2 separate regions of the Acanthopagrus latus genome follow, and region 2 is linked to region 1. A link is a contact called in public Hi-C data. All regions are on one chromosome and are shown on one strand. Each heading gives the region's core, a stretch centred on a gene start, on an enhancer-like site or on the middle of the called end of the contact. The rest is flanking DNA. Distances are from core to core; before and after follow the strand shown. Region 1 holds the start of sox4b (transcription factor SOX-4b). Region 2 holds the start of cdkal1 (threonylcarbamoyladenosine tRNA methylthiotransferase).

Region 1 (3,016 bases), core at 235-2,734:
TGTGGTTAATTATGGTCATCGGTTATTTCATACACAACTATTATCTTGTTTTGTTGTGATCTAGATATAGTTTCCTCCGCGCGTAAAAGGGATACCGTCTGCGTAAAAAGCGCGGTGCCATGCGTTTTTATTTATTCAGTTTTTTCTGTCGCTCGCTCCTGTTTGTGTCCTTACACCGGAAAAGAAACTGCACCTCGGTGTCAGTTTAGGGCAAGGTGTGCGGGTATGTGTGCTCGCACAGGCAGTTTGCACACATCGCCCGCCTGCTTCTTTGCCTTCCACGCTCTTTCCCCGTCTGGTGTGTGCAGGAGAGGGGCTGGTTCGATGTGTGTTATGTGACAAAAGACCGCCCAACCCCGCCTCGGAGAGAGAGGGAGAGAGAGAGAGGAAGAGAGAGAGAGGAAGAGAGAGAGACAAGGAGAGAGAGGTGAAAGCGTGGAGCATATACAGCTTGGCTTGGAGTCTTTTCTCACACCAGCTTAACGATCATGATGTGTCCAAGAGACATTTCCCTGTTTGTGAAGCGCGCAACTGTTGAGCGTGGTCTTGTTTAACGACGTGCCGGATGATTTAAGACCTCGGTCAGCGACCACCTGTGGGCAAACAAGCCGCCAATTAAGGACAGTTAACACTTATATCAATTAGTAAAAGGTCTCCCCCTTTTTTCTATAAGCGGTCACTTTTTTAAATAAAACACTACACTGTAAACATTAGGTAACGCGTAACTACGTGAGCTGCACTGCGCTGCCAAGTGTCCTGGCTCTGTGTTCAGTAATAAAGGTGCTCACCATTCACTAACACAGTCTGCATGGGGGGGGCTACTCACTATTACCCGGGCAACTGGTACAAACTGTACTCACTGTTTAAAGTTTCCATATGGTAAAGTGCGCTGCGCTTCCTATATGGTTATATGTTAATGGCACACACATGGGCCGGTGGTGAGCGAGGAGAAAAAAGGGGGTCCCATAACATAAGCCAGTGTCTCTTTAAAAAAAATTGAAGTTTCTTGTTGTATTCTGGAATGAGGTCAGACACGAGGCTCCTCATTGCACGCGCTGATTATTATTAGATTCGATTTTCGGCCAATCAGCAGCGAGGGGGCGTGAGTCTGGCACAGAGGCAGGGTAGCGACAGCGCGCCATTGGTGGATTTTTATCGCCGTTGTATCTCCGAGAAGGAATAAATGCAAGCAAGGGGGGCCGGGTCTGGAGGGCTGCTTGAAACTCGACTGCAGGTCTGCCGATGGAAGGGCGCACAGTGTAACTCGCTCTAGGTTTTTTTTTTTTTCTATTTTTTCCCCCTCTCCTTCCCCAGCATGCATGGCTTTTGTTTCTAGGAGAGAGGACAGGGCTGATGCAGAGAAAAGCACTTACCTGACACACTGTACTTGGGAGCCCTTTGTGAGTGGCCGGGTGCTCAGTGTGGCACTCAGTCTGCGCTCTGCAGCTGCATAGACTGTGTTCAGTCACCACACGGCTGAATTGATTTCCTAACACAGAAGGAAGAGACACACAGAGAGAGATAGCAGGGTACTGAGTGGAGAGTGGGCTGTGCTGTCTGAGCTGTTTCAACACCTACAGAAACTGGAAATTAAACTTTTTTTTTTTTTTTTAAACTACTAGCCTTCTTAAGGCTACACTGGACTGAACTGTTACGAGACTTTGCCGCACATCTCAGGAGTGACTATTTCTTGCGCTTTTTCTCTGTTTATTTTTTTTTTTTCTTTTACTCGGCTCCCAACTGCGAAGAGGGAGAGAGGAGGAAAAAAGAGCTGAGTTTGCTTTAAAGTGAATCGGAGGACCAAGGAGAGAGAGAGGGAGAGAGACAGAGCAAGTACACCGCTCTCCCCCCCTCTGTAAGCGGGCAGCATGGTGCAGAAAATGAGCCACACGGAGAGCACCGCCGAGGCGCTGTCCTTTTTCGCCGGGGACTCGAGCTCCGACTCCGGGGCGTGCATGGACCTGGACCCGGCCGCCTCGCCTCTCTCACCTGGCTCCACGGCTTCCTCCACCGCCGGGGACAAGCTCGGGGAGAACCCGGCATGGTGTAAGACTCCCAGCGGCCACATCAAGAGACCCATGAACGCGTTCATGGTGTGGTCGCAGATCGAGAGGAGGAAGATCATGGAGCAGTCCCCGGACATGCACAACGCGGAGATCTCCAAGAGGCTGGGGAAGCGGTGGAAGCTGCTCAGAGACAGCGACAAGATCCCCTTCATCAGAGAGGCGGAGCGGCTCAGGCTCAAGCACATGGCGGACTACCCCGACTACAAGTACCGGCCGAGGAAGAAGGTAAAATCGAGCGCCTCTAAGCCCGGCAGCGGGGACAAGGCGGAGAAACTCAGCGGTAGCTCCAACAACACCAGCACTAAGACGTCCTCGTCTTCGAGGAAGAGTGGATCCAAATCACCCAGCAGCAGCAGACCCCACAAATCACTTTTCGGGAGCAGCAGCAGTAGCACCAAAGCATCACCGTTTGCCTCTGAGCACCCGTCAGAGCACCACCACACCTCCCTCTACAAGTCGAAGTCCGTCTCTTCAGCGGCCAAGCAGATACCGGATGGCAAGAAGCCCAAGCGGGTGTACGTCTTCGGGAGCAGCGGGGCCAACTTGAGCGTCAGCCCCGCGTCCTCCGTCGTGGTCCCGGCCAGCCCGACGCTCAGCAGCTCGGCGGACTCCAGCGACCCGCTCAGCCTGTACGATGACGCGGCCAGCGGCAGGGAGGACGGCGCAGACTCCCCCGGCAGCAGCAGCAGCCCGGCCGGGTCCTCGGCGCGCCACGGCGGGCACACATACAGCAGTCGGCGGGCTTCCTCCCCGACCCCCTCCGGCTCCCACTCCTCCGCCTCGTCCCACTCGTCCTCCTCCTCTTCCTCGGAGGACGAAGAGTTCGAGGACGACTTGCTCGACATCAACCCGAGCCCCAGCTTCGACAGCATGTCACTGGGGAGCTTCGGCTCCTCGGTGCTAGACAGGGACTTGGATTTGAACTTTGAGTCCGGCTCCGGGGGCTCCCA
Region 2 (3,439 bases), core at 395-2,894, 320 kb before region 1:
CATGTGTAAATTGATGTACAGTTTTCTAATTTTTTCAGTGCACAAGGTACTGTAGGCTACCTCCCACTTAATGTTGGACAATAGTCATAGGGGCATAGAGGTAAATGCCATAGTGTGTATGAGTCTTTGAAGTTCCCTTTTGTCATAGAAATTACTCTCGTATTATTTCGTTGTGATGTTGGATCTTACATCGCACTTTTTCTTTTTTGATGTGTGCTGGATTCCCCTCATGCCCTGAAACATTAATGAGTATGCCTTTGCTCTTAAACCAGTCTCATGCATCTTGAATTTGAAAAGTGGGTGCACATTTGATGGATAGAAAAGTGGACAAATAATTGCAATATTTTTCTTTTGTTTTGATATTTTCCATAAGTTATTTAGTTTCTTTTCATTTTTTTTTTTTTTTTTTTGTTAAATGCCGAGTATCTCTTCGATCTAAAAAGTAGCACACATTTAACAATGCATGCATAGTAAGTCATTCACAGTAAGCCTATCTTCCCTTTACTGGTCATTAGGAGACGTTGCTATCTGTACACCACTGAATCAGAATCTCACCAGGATATGCAGAACACAATTCCCCTACAGACCTATTTATTCCACAGTATTTTGTATGTATTTATGGAAAGTCGAGCTCAATATTTTTTCCCATTTGGTTCGTTACCTACAGCTGTGCTATTTTCTTAGACCATTTACATGGATAATTATATTTTCCTCCATCTATTTCAAGCGACCAGAATCTGGTCACAAAATTTTATCCGCTTTTACATAATGCTCACATGATTTTTTGGAAAGATTGTACATTTCCAAGGTTTCTAATGGAATGTGATTTTAATGCACCGCAACAAAAGCTAGTGTCATTGCCAGTGAGTCTGAAAATGTATTATGGGTGACTCTTAAAATTACAGCTCCTTCATGTGTGATTAGACCTTACAGAAAGTTGTCATTAGGCTAAATGTGGTGTTAACTATAGTCAAAATTGAAACAGCACTGTTTTTCCTGCTATTTTCTTATGGTTATTCTTCAGCTGTTACCAAATACAATATACTGATCCATAAATATTCTGTAAAGGTATGTAAAAAAAAAAAAAAAAACCGACTATTTGATAGGAAGAATTGACTGTAAAAGTATGATATTGCTGCCTGTTTCCACTAATGACAGAAAAAAAGAGCTGTAATATCACATTACTTTTTTTTTTTTGCAATTTGAACGCATGGGTGAAAGTATCAGTGTGCTGTTGAATGTTTAAGGTAAACTAATGTGATGATTTTTGATGTGTGCTCAGTTACACGAGTTTCTTTAACATCTGTTAAATGAGGAATTTGACATGTATTTGTTGGGGGAAGGGGGGTGGGGGGGGGATAAATGGATTTGTTTTTGTACTCTGGGTGTTTGTAATTGAAAATTTGAATAAAGGCAATATAAATATGAACATGTTTGCTTCTGATGTATTTAAGGGTTGTGATTTTGAACTACCGTGGAAATAAGTACAGTACAGGGAAACTGTACCAGGAAATTAACACATTGGTTGCCATTGTTGCTGAAAGATAAGAACATTGAGCAGGAGAAAACAAGCCTGTATTTTGAATTATTCAGATATTGTCGATCATAATGTGTCCAAATGGGGTTAAACGATGCATTACTCGCTCCCCTGACGTGTAGAGCACGCGAGTCTCGTTTGTCCCTCTTCGCCTACCGTATGTACGCACAATTATGGCGGATTGAGAGTTGTGCTGTGTGTGTTTTGATGGTGTGAAGAATTTTTTTTTAACATTTCTACAACACCCTTTCCTCGGAATTCGCAGTTGTCCGAACTAATAACCCCACTGCGACTCAGGTAAGGGATTTATACATTACCTTGACGTGTCTGCCTGTCCAATACAAACGACACGTGGGTAATAGAGTTAGCTAATGAGGCTAGCGAAGCTAATAGCTAGGTTCTCTATGTTACCCAATAAAACACAGGTTGCAACGTATGTCAGATCAATCATTTGCACATGCCTTTATCGTTTGTGTCAGTCAAAGGGAATGCTTGACACCTAGCTTCATTTTCGGTTAGATTAAAGGTGAACATATTAGAATGGTGAGGTATTGTAGGTTAATGTATCTTTAACATAACTCTGTTAAATTAAGCAAATTTATTCAACGGTTAAATACGCAGTTACGCAGGTGTTACCCGTAACATTAATTACCGAGCGCTAACGGCTGACATCACTTTTTAATGTAGTGTTACTGTCAACAACAGCAACGGCATTAAGCTCTTATGAGTTCGCGCCATCTTAATAAGTGAGACAGATTCTTATATAAGGTTCATACGGCAAACTTAGTATGTTAACTTAAGTCTAGCAAACTTTTCGAATGCATATAAACGTTTTAGGGTAAACGTCTAAGCAGCTTGGTTGCCGGTTGACATGACTGTCTCTTGCCTCCACTCAAGTTTTTCTTTCACTGGAACTCATTAGTCTTACTAGCCTTTTTTTTCCTGTGGTATTTTTCAGTGAGAGGTAAATCCGGTTGAATAATGAAATCTGCGTTACACTTCTGAGAGAGCAGTGGAATCTAGAAGAATGAAAAAACACTAACTGAATGGAGACGGTGTAAAAACTTCTTAACCAAAATCTGTTGGTAAGAAGGAAGGATTTCTCCACATATGGAAGATCTAATTATCTCAAGTGTGACAATGGACACAGGTGCTTTAATCTAAGCAGCATAACCATGTCATATTCATTGACTGTGCAGGCAATTTAAAAACACAGCGTTCAAAAAAAAAAAAAAAAGTTTAATCAAATCAGTTTTATTTATGTAGCCTAAAATCACAGTCACATTGCCCCAGTGGGCCTTACATCCTCGATTGCCATATTGAAAAGAAAACCCTCTCAACAGTTGGGAAAAGATGGTAGAACCTCAGGAAGAACTCCAAATTTCATTGACAGAATATCTTATACAAGTAAATGATATAAATTAAGGGGTGTCACACAGACTCACATCTGCTGTGGTGACCTGGAAGAGGTCAGACCACACAAGGCAATTAGGGAAAAAAAAAGTCAAGAAAAGAAAAACAGAATGACAATGAAAGTGTCATGTGAAGGTCCTCACTTAGGAAAATATTCTGCCATCACCACAATAAACTGCATTCACCAAATAAATCTAAATCCAGACATTTATGCAAACACAGCATTATAAATATTTTGAGGTATCAGGCTTTTAGCTGTAAGTAGATACATTGTCACCAGCAAGTAGGGTCACTTGTGTCCCATCTAACGTAACAGTAAACAGTCAGTACTAAATCAATCATGAGAAATCATGCTGAATCTTGGTTTTAAAAAACAGTATGAAGTATTTGAGATACATATCGAAATTGATCACCTCATTATAAAACTTTGTGAAATTCTAGATACCCTGCTCTGGGACTAAACCATAGTTTATTATTACTTGTGCATTT

The links. A called contact is a pair of places that touch in the nucleus more often than the background predicts.
Region 2: a Hi-C map of liver shows a contact between it and region 1, with 2.7 times the contacts expected there. The contact joins the promoter of cdkal1 here to the promoter of sox4b in region 1. A contact is called at or near these places in 3 of 4 Hi-C or Micro-C datasets (liver and muscle).

The regions. Positions count from the first base shown.
Region 1 is chr17:12,901,230-12,904,245 of fAcaLat1.1, reverse strand. It overlaps sox4b (transcription factor SOX-4b), which reads left to right and starts at 1,484. Exons shown (of 1, transcript XM_037075629.1): 1 at 1,484-3,016. The coding sequence starts at 1,869.
Region 2 is chr17:13,219,705-13,223,143 of fAcaLat1.1, reverse strand. It overlaps cdkal1 (threonylcarbamoyladenosine tRNA methylthiotransferase), which reads left to right and starts at 1,644. Exons shown (of 15, transcript XM_037074091.1): 1 at 1,644-1,834. LOC119005886 (transcription factor E2F3-like) reads left to right here. Exons shown (of 11, transcript XM_037073963.1): 11 at 1-422.